2 separate regions of the Mus musculus genome follow, and region 1 is linked to region 2. Evidence: chromatin contacts called from public promoter capture Hi-C data. All regions are on one chromosome and are shown on one strand. The core of a region is the stretch at or near the end of the contact, and the rest is flanking DNA. Distances in the headings are between cores, read along the strand shown.

Region 1 (5,469 bases), core at 1,172-3,671, 310 kb after region 2:
AGATAAACCTTAGGATATTGCAAAGAAGCTCTGCCCTTTCTGGTAAATAACAACCACGGCAAATATTTGCAGGGTGCTGGCTTTGCTCTGTGTGCGTCTACGTATATGAATCCATTAGAAACCCCATTTTGTAACAGCGAGCCAGAAGCAAAGGCTCGATGTAATTTAAAATGCCTAGCTGCCGGCATACGAATACTCGCAGCCCGCTTCTCCCTGATCTGAATAAACACAGGGTAAAGCAGACGCAGAGCTTCGCTCTCCCCAAGCCGCTTGAGCCAACAGCTTTATTACATTGAACCTTCTTCTGAGATTTCTCATTAATCACAGCTGAAGCGCGTAGCCTCTGATCTTAACTTTAATTATGAAACCTTGAGGTTCGGTGGTTTTCAATTTCCAATTTCTCTAGTTTGAGCTTCATTCACCCTGAGCTGGAATCTGTATTTTGTCCTTAGAGGACAATAGGTGCAGGGCATGTACTTCCTGCTCTTCCTGTTTCCTCCCTGATAGGATACAGATGCTTGTATTATCTACCTGTAGCTCGCTCTCCAGGACTGAGCTGTCGGAGCCGGGCATGATAAGAGTGCTTGCTTAGAGGGCATTTTGATTCCAGCCCTGCTAAAAACGAGAAGAAGGACTCTATCTATCATGGGCCTTGGTAGGGGTAGTCTTACTGGAATGAGGTAAAGCCCTGCAGCCTGCAGGGGGCAGTGAGGCTGAGTCCAAGGTTGCAACAAGAAATACAGAAATACGGGCCAAGCAGCCAAGCTGTGATACTAATTTTATAGCCAAAGTTCAGACAGCTCTGTGATGTGCATCTATGATGTTTTCCTCCTCTGTGTGTGCACGTGTGTCTGTCTGTCTGTCTATCTTGGTCCCTTGCCCTCCTTTTACCCATGCCTCATTGATCTTCTGAGAAGCGAGATGCAGACAATACCTTTCTGCATCCAGTCATCTGGTTTACATACCTAAGAATCCAGCCACCTGGGACGTAGCCACCCTGACAACCTCTCCTCGTCAGTCTTTTCCACTGGGACCGAGGCTAATCACATGCCCTGGTTGTTCCAGTGAAGGTGGTTGGAAAAGAGGGGCTCACTCGCACGAAGCTTCGCCTGTTGGAGCTGGGGCCAGGCCTGGTGCTAGGGCCTTCCCCACAGTCTCCAGTAATCGAAGGTGGGACAGTGGGTAAAAGCACTTGCCACATGTGTATGAGGTTCCAAATTTGGACCCCCTAGAGCCCACACAAAGGCAGACATGATAGCACATGTCTGTAATCCCAGTTGCCTTAGGGCAAGACAAGAGATGGAGTCAGGAGACTCCCCGAAAGCTGCAGGTGCACTCTGCTCTTGGACTGAATATTCAGTTTGAGCCTCTGCTTCAGGTTCCCCCCTATGGGAATTTTCTCCCCTGCTGTGATGGGCTGGACCTCAAACTGGGAGTCAGAATAAACCCATCCTTCTTCAAGTTGTCTTTGCCAGGGTCTTTTCTATCAACGAACTGGAAAACAACCATCTAGTTATGCGCCTGTTGCTGTAATAAAGCACTTTGGGAGGGAAAGGGTTTATTTCATCTTACAGTTCTACATTGTAGTGTGTCAGTCACCAAAGGAAGTCAGGGCAGGGACAAGAGGCAGGGACTGAAGCACAGCCTGTGGAGGAGGGCTGCTTTCTGGCTTGCTCCCCACAGCCTGCTCAGCCCATTATTTTTAATACAATCCAGGACCTCTAGCCCAGGGGCGGCATAACCCACAGAGGGCTGGGTCCTCCCACATTAATCATTAATCAAGAAAATGCCCCATAGGATTATGTATAGGCTAATATCACAGGGCACTTTGCTAGTGCAAGTCTCTCTTCCCAGATGAATGAAGTCTGTGTCAAGTTGACATACAACTAACCCGGAAAGGAGCTAAGACACTGGTCATAGGTGAAAGAACTTGGTCGGAAGAATTGAGTGTCCTTCTGTCCCCCATGACTAATCGAAAGTGCCCTTTGCTTTCTCTATAGGCAGACTCCAGTTGTCCACAAGAGGGCGCTGTAGAACCAGGGAATCTCCGGAGGCTTCACTTCACTTCACCCGGAGGCAGGATCGTTCCTAAAGGGTTTAAATGGAATGAAAGAGGGCCTGGAGGACGCACCCTGTTACAGACTCTCTGCTTCAGGCAGCACCTCCAGGCTCAGTCTCTGACCATCTGTGGGTATCTGTCCTTCTTCTCTGTAAGCTGTGAACTTCCCAGGGTCTGACCTGTGGTGCCGGAGACCTAGCACGCGTGAGGTGGACAGGCCTAAGCTGGCTGAGAGTGTCACTGGAGCACGGGAGTACTGAAACGTACGAGCTCTGGAAAGGAGTGCAGCACATCAAGTTGTCAGCTGGGATCTGGAGACCAGGAGTGCAAACACAGCGGGCGGAGTGACGCTGCCAGAGCCATTCTGCTCTGAGAGACAGCAGGCATTAGCAAAACCAACCGTTAGGTGCACAAGTGCCGTTTGTTAATGCGCTGGGAGCCAGAGGACACTGATGGGAGGAGAGGTCACACAAGCTTTACTGAGAAGTGTCACTAGCCTGGCAGACAAGACTGAAAAGGTGGGGGGCGGTGTTAGGGACAGCAGCAGAGATTGTCCCTGTGCAAACACCTGGTCAGCAGTCGGGTCACTGGACTGACATAGTTTCTGCTGTGCTGTGCTTGGAGATGTGCCTCTCTGAGCCATCACTTTACCATCCACAGAGTGAACAAATCGATGTGTGTCGGGTGCAGACGTCGAAGCCCACGCCTGTAATCCAGCACGTGTGGATATGAAGGCAGAAGAATCAGAAATGGAAGGCCAGTCTCAGCGCCGTGGTGAGTTCAAGGTCAGAGTGGGCTACATGAGATCCTTCCTCAAAAAAAAAAAAAAAATTGATGTTTTTGTGGCAAAAGGTATATTTTTTTAAAAAAAGAAACCCCAATAGAACATTATGTTTAAAAAAGACTATCTGACATGCCTGTTCACGTGACAGAAAAATAAATGACGGGCCAGAGAGATGGCTCAGCAGATGAAGGTACTCGCCACCAACACTGACGACCAGAGTGCCACTCCAGGACCCAGATGGTGGAAAGAGAGAACCAGCTGCTTAGGACTGTTCTCTGACCTCCACATGCCCTCCCCCCTTTCCCTTTTCTCCGTCCCCCTCTTTCCCACTCCTACATGATTCTCTCACCCATGGGGGGGGGGCCCAGCCCGGTGACCATACCCTACTCAGGGTTTCCTTCTCCCGTGGCCCCCAATCACAGGGATGCAGTGAGCATCCAACAGTCTGGCTCCAGTTCAGATATTAAAGCGCCATCTTTAGGAACTGTCCCAGGTAGCTGCCAAGGGTACCCTATCTCCCCACCCTCTGCTTTCACCTGAGCTCCTTATCCTGGGCACATGCTGGAGACATGCTCAGCAGTCATGAGCACGGCTGTTCTTCCAGAGGACCAGGGTTTGGTTCTTGGTACCCATAGCTGGTGGTTCACAAAGCCTGTGACTCCAGTTCCAGGGGATCCTATGGTCTCTCCTGGCCTCTGTGGGCAGCACCACACACACTCTTGTTACACACATTGTGGTGGTTTGAATGAAAATGGCTCCCATAGGCTCAGAGGGAGTGCCACTGTTAGGAGATGTAGCCTTATTAAAGTAGATATGGCCTTGCTGGAGGAAGTGTGTCACTGGGGGTGGGCTTTGAGGTTTCAGATGCTCAAGCCAGGCTCAGTCACACTCTCTCTTCCTGCTGCCTGTGGATCCAGGTGTAGAACTCTCAGCTACTTCTCCAGTGCGTCTGCCTATATGCCTCTGTGCTTCCCACCATGGTGACAATGGACAAAACCTCTGAGCTATAAGCCAGCTTCCTTTATAAGTGTTGCCATGGTCATAGTGTCTCTTCGAAGCAATGGAAGCCCCATATAAGACACACATAAATAAAAAATAAAACCTTAAGACTTTAGCCAGGAGTTACTCATGATGATATTTTAAATCCATATACTTATGCATGGCTTATGTAATATTTTTTAAATAAACAAATGTAGAGATGGTAATGTCACCTGAGATCTCCAATACTGGATGGGGGGAGATAGCTCAATAGGTAACGCCACTGCTGTACAACCATGAGTACCTGAGGAAAAATAGCTGTGTATGGTGGGGTGCACCTGTCCCCCCACTGCACTGGGGACCCCGGGAGGTTATTGACCAATAACCTGAACTATCTCCAGATTCAATGAGGGACCCTGACACCAAACATAAGGAGGAGAGTGACAGAGAAAGGCATGTGACATCAGAACCTGGCCTCACTCGGCCACACATAGCTGCACATGCTACACACAGAGGTGGGAGATTTCAAGAGCTCAAGTGAGTGTATTTCAGGTAATGGCCAAGGGATGGGCCACCCAGTGTATAGGGGGAACACCAATGCCCAGACATGGGCATTATTCATTATTTTTAGTCCCAGGCTTAAGTGATCTAAGTATTAAAATGAGAAACAGCCTCATGGAAGTCTGAGGCTGGCCTGAAAAGCCTGCATAGATCATGAGCAGATATAAAGATAAAGTTGTGGACACAGGGACCAAGCTTAGCACAAGCCCAAACGGGAGTCCAGACACCTGGGGCATGGTCTGTGCCAAACAAGTACATCGCCAGTCTTTTTATGGCTCATCTTTATAGTGATCTTGCTCTCCTTTAAAAATAAGGTTAATTTCAACAAGGTGTTTATTTTATGATGGAATCCATTCTGTAAGGAGGAAGGGGCAAGCTCCACGTCAGGGGGTGGTGGGATGGAGACCTGCCTCTCAAGGGAAGCTTCCAGACGTCCAACTCTCACCATCCAGCTTGGCAAAGGAAAAAGCTGCAAAAAAAAAAAAAAAAAAAAAAAAAAAAAATCCAAATTTGCCTAGATCTGAGTTTTAACACACAGATAAATTTTTCTAAACACCCTCAAAGGCCATTCAAGGGAAATAAATGGCTTTTCCTCCCTCCAGTGACACACAGTTACCTCCACTCCTGGGTGACTCCTGGGGAGAGGTGAACAATGTCTAGACAGCTCAGAGAGAGCACCACGAACAGACCAAAGACACTCTCCCACTGGGATATGACTCAGTGGACCAGGGAGTCTGTGGGGTTACTCGTGGGAGCACAGTGACTCTAAAGCAGCTACAGCATAGAGAAGCCCACCCAAGCGCCAGTGAGGTCTCCGCAAAGCTGCATACCTATAGTTCCCTTCTGGACTTGCAGGAGGCTCAGCACGGTGTAAAGGCTAATTCTGATTGTCTAGTTGATTGGATCTGGAATTACCTAAGAGACATGCCTCTGTGTCCATCTATGGAGGTGTTTCTAGGATGGGTGAAGATTCCCAGAGCAGATAGACGTTCAGATAGGACATCTGCCTATCTTCACTCCTTGCTGGTGAGTGTGTCTATCCCATTGCTTTGAGAAGCCCAGTTTCTTCAGCCGTTCAATATGGGCT
Region 2 (5,532 bases), core at 558-3,057:
AAGGTGAGAGCATGGCAGTATCCAGGCAGGCATGGTACAGGAAAAGCTGAGAGTTCTAAGTCTTCATCTGAAGGCTGCTAGCAGAAAACTGACTTCCAGGCAGCTAGGATGAGGGTCTTAAAGCCCACACTCACAGTGACACATATACGCCAAGGCCACACCTCCAAATAGTGCCACCCCCTGGGCCAAACATATTCAAATCACTACAGGTGGTAAATTCAATTCTTTGTGTGGAATTGTGACTTAAATGTCTGACTGACTGTGGTGTGGTCATTCTCCAATGCTAACATTTCTGAGGAAAGGCAAGTCTCCATTTGGCCTCCACCTTGTCCTCCATTTAACATTCCCAGCTGAATCCATGCAACCCTCGTGCAGGTTACCAGATCTCGAGCCATCAGGGGCTTTAGGTAGCTCATCCCACATGATGGACACACAGTAACTAAGGGTCTGATTCTTTCCCTCTTCCCACGCTGCCTGGGAATCAGACAGCCCGACTCGGGAAGGACTCTAGTCATCAAATACGTAAGACCTCTACCCGCCCCATCCTGGAAACCTGTAAGAGAGGACCTCTCACACTCAACCTCATGGGCCTGAACTCTCTTCAGAACTACGACCGACTATGTCATTAAAAACTGCCCTAGTAAAACTGCCCTCTTACTAAAAAGAGAGTCTGCCTCAGTTTCCCCCTCAAATCAGAGTCCCTAATACTCTGAAGTTCAGCGCCATCAGCTATAAAACCAGAATACCATAGCACTTATCTTATATGGCTTTTTTTTTATTGAAATAATTCCAGGTGCAAAAGGAGTTACATTGTAACACCCATCTTATGTCAGGAGTGTGGAGTTACTCTATCTTCTGAGGAGTATCTGTCATTCCTAGAAAGGCCAGCAGGTGGTACTGTCTCAGAACAAATCTTTCCACCAGTTTCTCTGTGCAGGTTTTCCATTGGGTTGTTTGTGGTGGGTAGATTGGGGAGGAGGGGAGGGCAAAGCTGACAGGAAGCAGTTATAGAGAGTATAGCACTCTCCTTTTCCAGAGGGGGCGTCACTAAGACCAAGAAGTGCTCAATACTTTCCACTGGCTGTGACAGAATAGACTGGAGTCCTCTCAGAAGAATCAGGCTGGAGTCCAGGGGACATTCTTGCCTTCTCCTTGCTTCATGGACTAGGATGCCACAAGACTGGCCAAGTAGGGATGCGGCAAGGACCAGTCATAGAAAAAGGCTGTCTGTGCTCTCCAGGCTGACTAGCGTCCAGAGAGATCTTGGTTATCAGGTTGACCAAGCTCTCTTCTCACAAACCGGATACTGGGAACTCAACAAAGTCATTTAACCAATGTGTTCCAGAAGCCAGAGTCTGGTCCAGGCCATGGGCCCAGGTCTCCTGCTTCCTAGATTGATCCCCTTCCAGTTTTTCTTGGTTCAAATGGGAAAGGAAAAAGTATACAGGAAAAAGATTGGCCCAAATGTCTTCCATCTCTGCACCTAGGCCACTCCTACTCCCTTTCACTCTGATGCTTAACCCATGACCCCTACCATCACAGTCTCATGAAATTGCCCTTTCGTCTCCTGCACTTGGAGTTTGGACAGAGGGCATCCATTTTTGTTAAACAGGAACACAATCTAGAGAGGGTACAAGCCTCCCAGGGGAAAGAAATAGCCATAAGAGGGATTGGGGGAAGCAGGGCATTGTTGCTGGGCAACCAACTTCTTCTGTTGCCTCGGTAACAGCCCCATCAGAGGGAGGCTGTATGCAGAGTGTGCCTATGAGCTCCAGTCCTGGTGGCACCAGCTGGCTGGGTGTCCCCTCCCCCCACCCTGTTTCACACGGCCTCCTGCACATATGGGAGGGCCCCAAGCAAGGTTACAGCCCTTTCCCTCTGCACCTCCTGCCTTCTGCACCATCCTTCAGCACAGAAGCATATGCTGTGCACATCCAGGTAGTCCGCTTGCCTCCAGACTCCTGTTCATACTCTCATTCACTCAACAAACATGCACCCTATGGTGCCTACACTGCAAGGACTCAGCCAGGTCCCAGGACACAGGGAAGTCAGGTAGGGTCACACAGTTTCAAGCAGTAACTAGCAGGGTAGTCAGACAAGTAACTGTGAATGCATTTGACCAGAGAACCATGGAGTCACAAAAGAGTGGGCCTCCACATCTGAGGGAGGAAAGGGGGAAGGGGTGGGCCGTGTAACACACTCCCAAGATGCCATGATCTCCTCTCCAGAACTTTGAGCAGTACTCACTGAGGCAAAGGGAACGTGCAGCTGTGACTACATTAGGGACTGTGTGGTGGGGAGTTACCCAGATCATCTTGGTGGCCCTGGATGTAACTATGGGTCTTCCAAGAAAGAGAGAGAACTAGAGAGAGGGAGATGGGGTGGTAGAAACACATGGCAGGAGCGCTGTGAGGAAGGGCCACAAAGTGCAGCATCTCCACAGCCCTCTGCTTTGGACTTCTGACCTTCAGTGCTGAGAAAGTATACAGTGGTCTCACTTCAAAGCATCAGATTTGTGGTCATTTGTAAGAGTGGCCACAGGGGTGGGGGGAAGAGTTGCCACAGAAAACTAATAGGGGTTGGAGAATTTCTTGGAGGAGGTGATGTCTGGTAGAACTCTAAAGAATTAGGGGTGAGTCCCTCAAGGGACAGAGAAGCCTACTTAGACAAAGACCAGGATGAGATTGGCTCTGGTCCACTGTGCTTTCTCAAGGCCGTGAGAGATAGACAGGGAGAGGAGGTAGAGGCTGGCAGTTGTGAGAGAGGAAGGTAGTGGCCGGATCACACCGGGTGTCCCAGGGAGCAAGAGGGAGCCACTGAAGGTCACAGGGAGAGGTGGCTGAGTCACACTGCAATGCTGAGGTCCCTGGCTTCAGCAGAAAGGACTGTGGAAGCAGTATAGTCCCCATGAGAGTTGAGAACAGCAGCGATGGGATGAAGGGGCAGCAGGAAAGGCTAGACTCTGGGATGAACTGGGGCGAACTATGGACTGACTCCATCCATCCCACTGTTTGGAAGACAAGGAAAGAACAGGTAATTTGGGGCTTTGGTTTTGCCAGTAGGTGGCGCCATTGGCCATACGGTGGTAGGGAGCCAGAAGTCTGGGGCAGATGTAGAAAGGAACCCAGTGTCTCTGAGCAAAACCCCAGGAGGTGGGAAATACTTACTGGGAATTAGATAGAGGATGCTGCCCAGAGAGCCTGTGGCTGTTAGGGTGCCTCTGCGGAGGCACCACCCCAGTTACCTCCTATTGCAGTTCCAACCAGAAGGTTCCAGAAGCTGACAGAGACTGAATATCTGAAGAGCAGCCCTGTCTGGGACCTAGAAAGCAGCTCTGTGTTCTCAACATCTCAACTCCAATTTCTTTATAAAACCTAGGCAGACTCCACCCTGGCCTGAGGAAGGGGACACCGTGGATCCGTTGGTGGCCCACCCTCCCACCCTTCTTCCAGTCGTCCAATATCCAGGAGAGCTGGAGGTGCCAGTGAGGCCTGAAAATGACCAGAACCCAGCTGGAAACCAAGAGTCTCAGGTGTATGGCAGGTCAAAGAAGGATGGGTACCGGCAACATCCTCACGTCCAACTCTGGGGGTACGTCTGTGAAAACACTGGGGTGTGAACTGGTAAACTGGACAGTAACTTAAAATTTTCCACCCTAAGAAAGTACTCTCTCCCACCAGGTATAGGGGCACACACCTTTAATCCCAGCAGAGGAGGAGGCAAGTGGATCCTTGTGAATTGGTGGTCAGCCTGGTCTAAGCAGTGAGTTCTAGGCTAACCGGGGCTATAGAGTGAGACGCTGTGTGATAGTTTGAGTAGGTATGGCTCCCACAGACATTTTGAATGCTTGGTCATAGGAAGTGGCACTATTAGAAGGTGTGACCTCGTTGGAGGAGTTGTGTCACTGGGAGGGAGGCTTTGGGGTTATATGAGCTCAAGCTAGTTGAAGTCACATGGTTTCCTTCTGCTGCCTTCGGATCGAGATGTAGAACTCTCAGCTCCTTCTCCATCACCATGCCTGCCTGCACACTGCCATGTTTCCCACCATGACCATAATGGACTGAACCTGTAAGCCAGCCCCAATTAGATGTGGTTCTTTATAAGAGCTGCCTTGGTCATGGTGTCTCTTTATAGCAATAAAACCCTAAGACATGTCTTGTCCTGTCTCAAGTATACAAACAAACAAACAAACAAACTCCTTTTACTCAGTAGTTTCAATGTTTGCAACATATCCTAAAGAAATAAACAGAGGCAGGTGTGATGGCACACACCTTTAATCTCAGCACTTGGGAGGCAGAGGCAGGCAAAACTCTGAGTTGGAGGCCAGCCTGGTCTACACAGCCAGTCTTGGACAGCCAGGGCTACACAGAGAAACCCTGTCAAAACAAAACAAAACAAAACAAAAAACAAACAAACAAAAAAACAGAACAGAACAGAACAGAATATCTATGTGCAGAGATGAACATGGGGCAGTGTTTGTAGTTGCCAAAACTGAAACAACTTATTTAACAACAGGGCAACATTGAGGGTTATTATAGCTGCTTAGAGAAAAGAATATTATGAACCCCCAAAAAGAAGAGTCTGAGGTGGGCATGGTGGTGCATAGCTCTGTTCAGGGTCATCCTTGCTTAAACGGTGACTTTGAAGATGGCCTGCCATCTTGTCTTAACAAACAAGAGAGATTTGGAAAAAAACAAAAACCTGTAGTGAGTGGAGGATGCATCTACAATGTTGCATCCTTATATCACACAGTATTGATTTCAACCCTGACAACTGTAACAAAGCCACTGTCCAGTTGGTTCACCAGACAGGCGCTTTCAGCCAAGCCTGGGGAGGCGTCTGGGATGGAAACCACAGAATGCAAGGAGTTGACCTCTGACCTCCAAGATGTGAGTTCTTGCAGGATCCACACCCCCAAGAAATGAACAATAAAACCTTACCAAAAAACCTTAAAAAACAAGTTGTAGAAGGAAACCTCAACTCGCTCTCATTTCCAGGCTTTGGTGTTTTTGTCTTTTTTGTTTGTTTGTTTGTTTTTGTTTTGTTCCTTTGTGGTTTTTCCGAATTTTACCACATTTTCTACGATAAGCAGACAAACTTTCAACCTATAGAAAACAAATTTGGTTAACCAAAATATCCTTGTTGAAATCAGATGCCAGCCAGTAAACGGCAGGGCTGGGACCGAAAGCCAGGCCTGACTCCAAACTGCCACACCCCACACCCCAGTGACAAGAGTTGAGTGTCCAATGGAGACTCCCAGGCCCACCCCACTGGCGGGCAGAGGATCTGAACAGTGGGCAGCGTTTTCTACACCATCCAGTCTAGAGCAGGCTCAGCTGGCCCTCCCTTCCTCTGCAAGGGCGTCCACTCTCTCCCCAGGCCTAAGGCCAACCAACGACACCATCTCCAAAGACCCTGTCTCCAGAAGGTCCAGTGACACTGTTGTGGGTACCAGGGCAGAACTGTGTGCCTGTGCCAAAGGAGCTCTGCTGCCCGCATTGGCTTCAGCTCCACAGCACAGACCAATCACCC

Evidence for each region. Promoter capture Hi-C pulls out the DNA fragments that hold promoters and counts their contacts.
Region 1: a contact with region 2 is called in a promoter capture Hi-C map of hippocampal neurons, with 2.3 times the contacts expected there. The contact joins the promoter of A730043L09Rik here to the enhancer-like site in region 2. A contact is called at or near these places in 9 of 39 promoter capture datasets (the C10 cell line, embryonic stem cells, hippocampal neurons and 3 more), 3 of 15 datasets of contacts at CTCF or cohesin (the G1E-ER4 cell line, embryonic stem cells and large pre-B cells), 18 of 484 Hi-C or Micro-C datasets (the C2C12 cell line, the G1E-ER4 cell line, the HL-1 cell line and 6 more), 3 of 115 datasets of contacts at active chromatin or transcription factors (SST interneurons, cardiomyocytes and embryonic stem cells) and 1 of 9 other capture datasets (embryonic stem cells).

What each region holds. Positions count from the first base shown.
Region 1 is chr9:62,241,052-62,246,520 of GRCm38.p6, reverse strand. A730043L09Rik (RIKEN cDNA A730043L09 gene) reads left to right here and starts at 2,421. Exons shown (of 3, transcript NR_040769.1): 1 at 2,421-2,577; 2 at 2,720-2,833; 3 at 2,992-3,925.
Region 2 is chr9:62,551,041-62,556,572 of GRCm38.p6, reverse strand. No RefSeq gene overlaps it. Among named protein-coding and RNA genes, the nearest start is that of Gm39352, 13 kb to the right of the region's middle. Within about 2 kb of position 1,807, at least 30 of the 459 cell types and tissues checked have an H3K27ac peak or open chromatin away from gene starts, as enhancers often do. A contact at or near this core is called in the N1E-115 cell line, SST interneurons, cerebral cortex and 3 more, where this site is marked.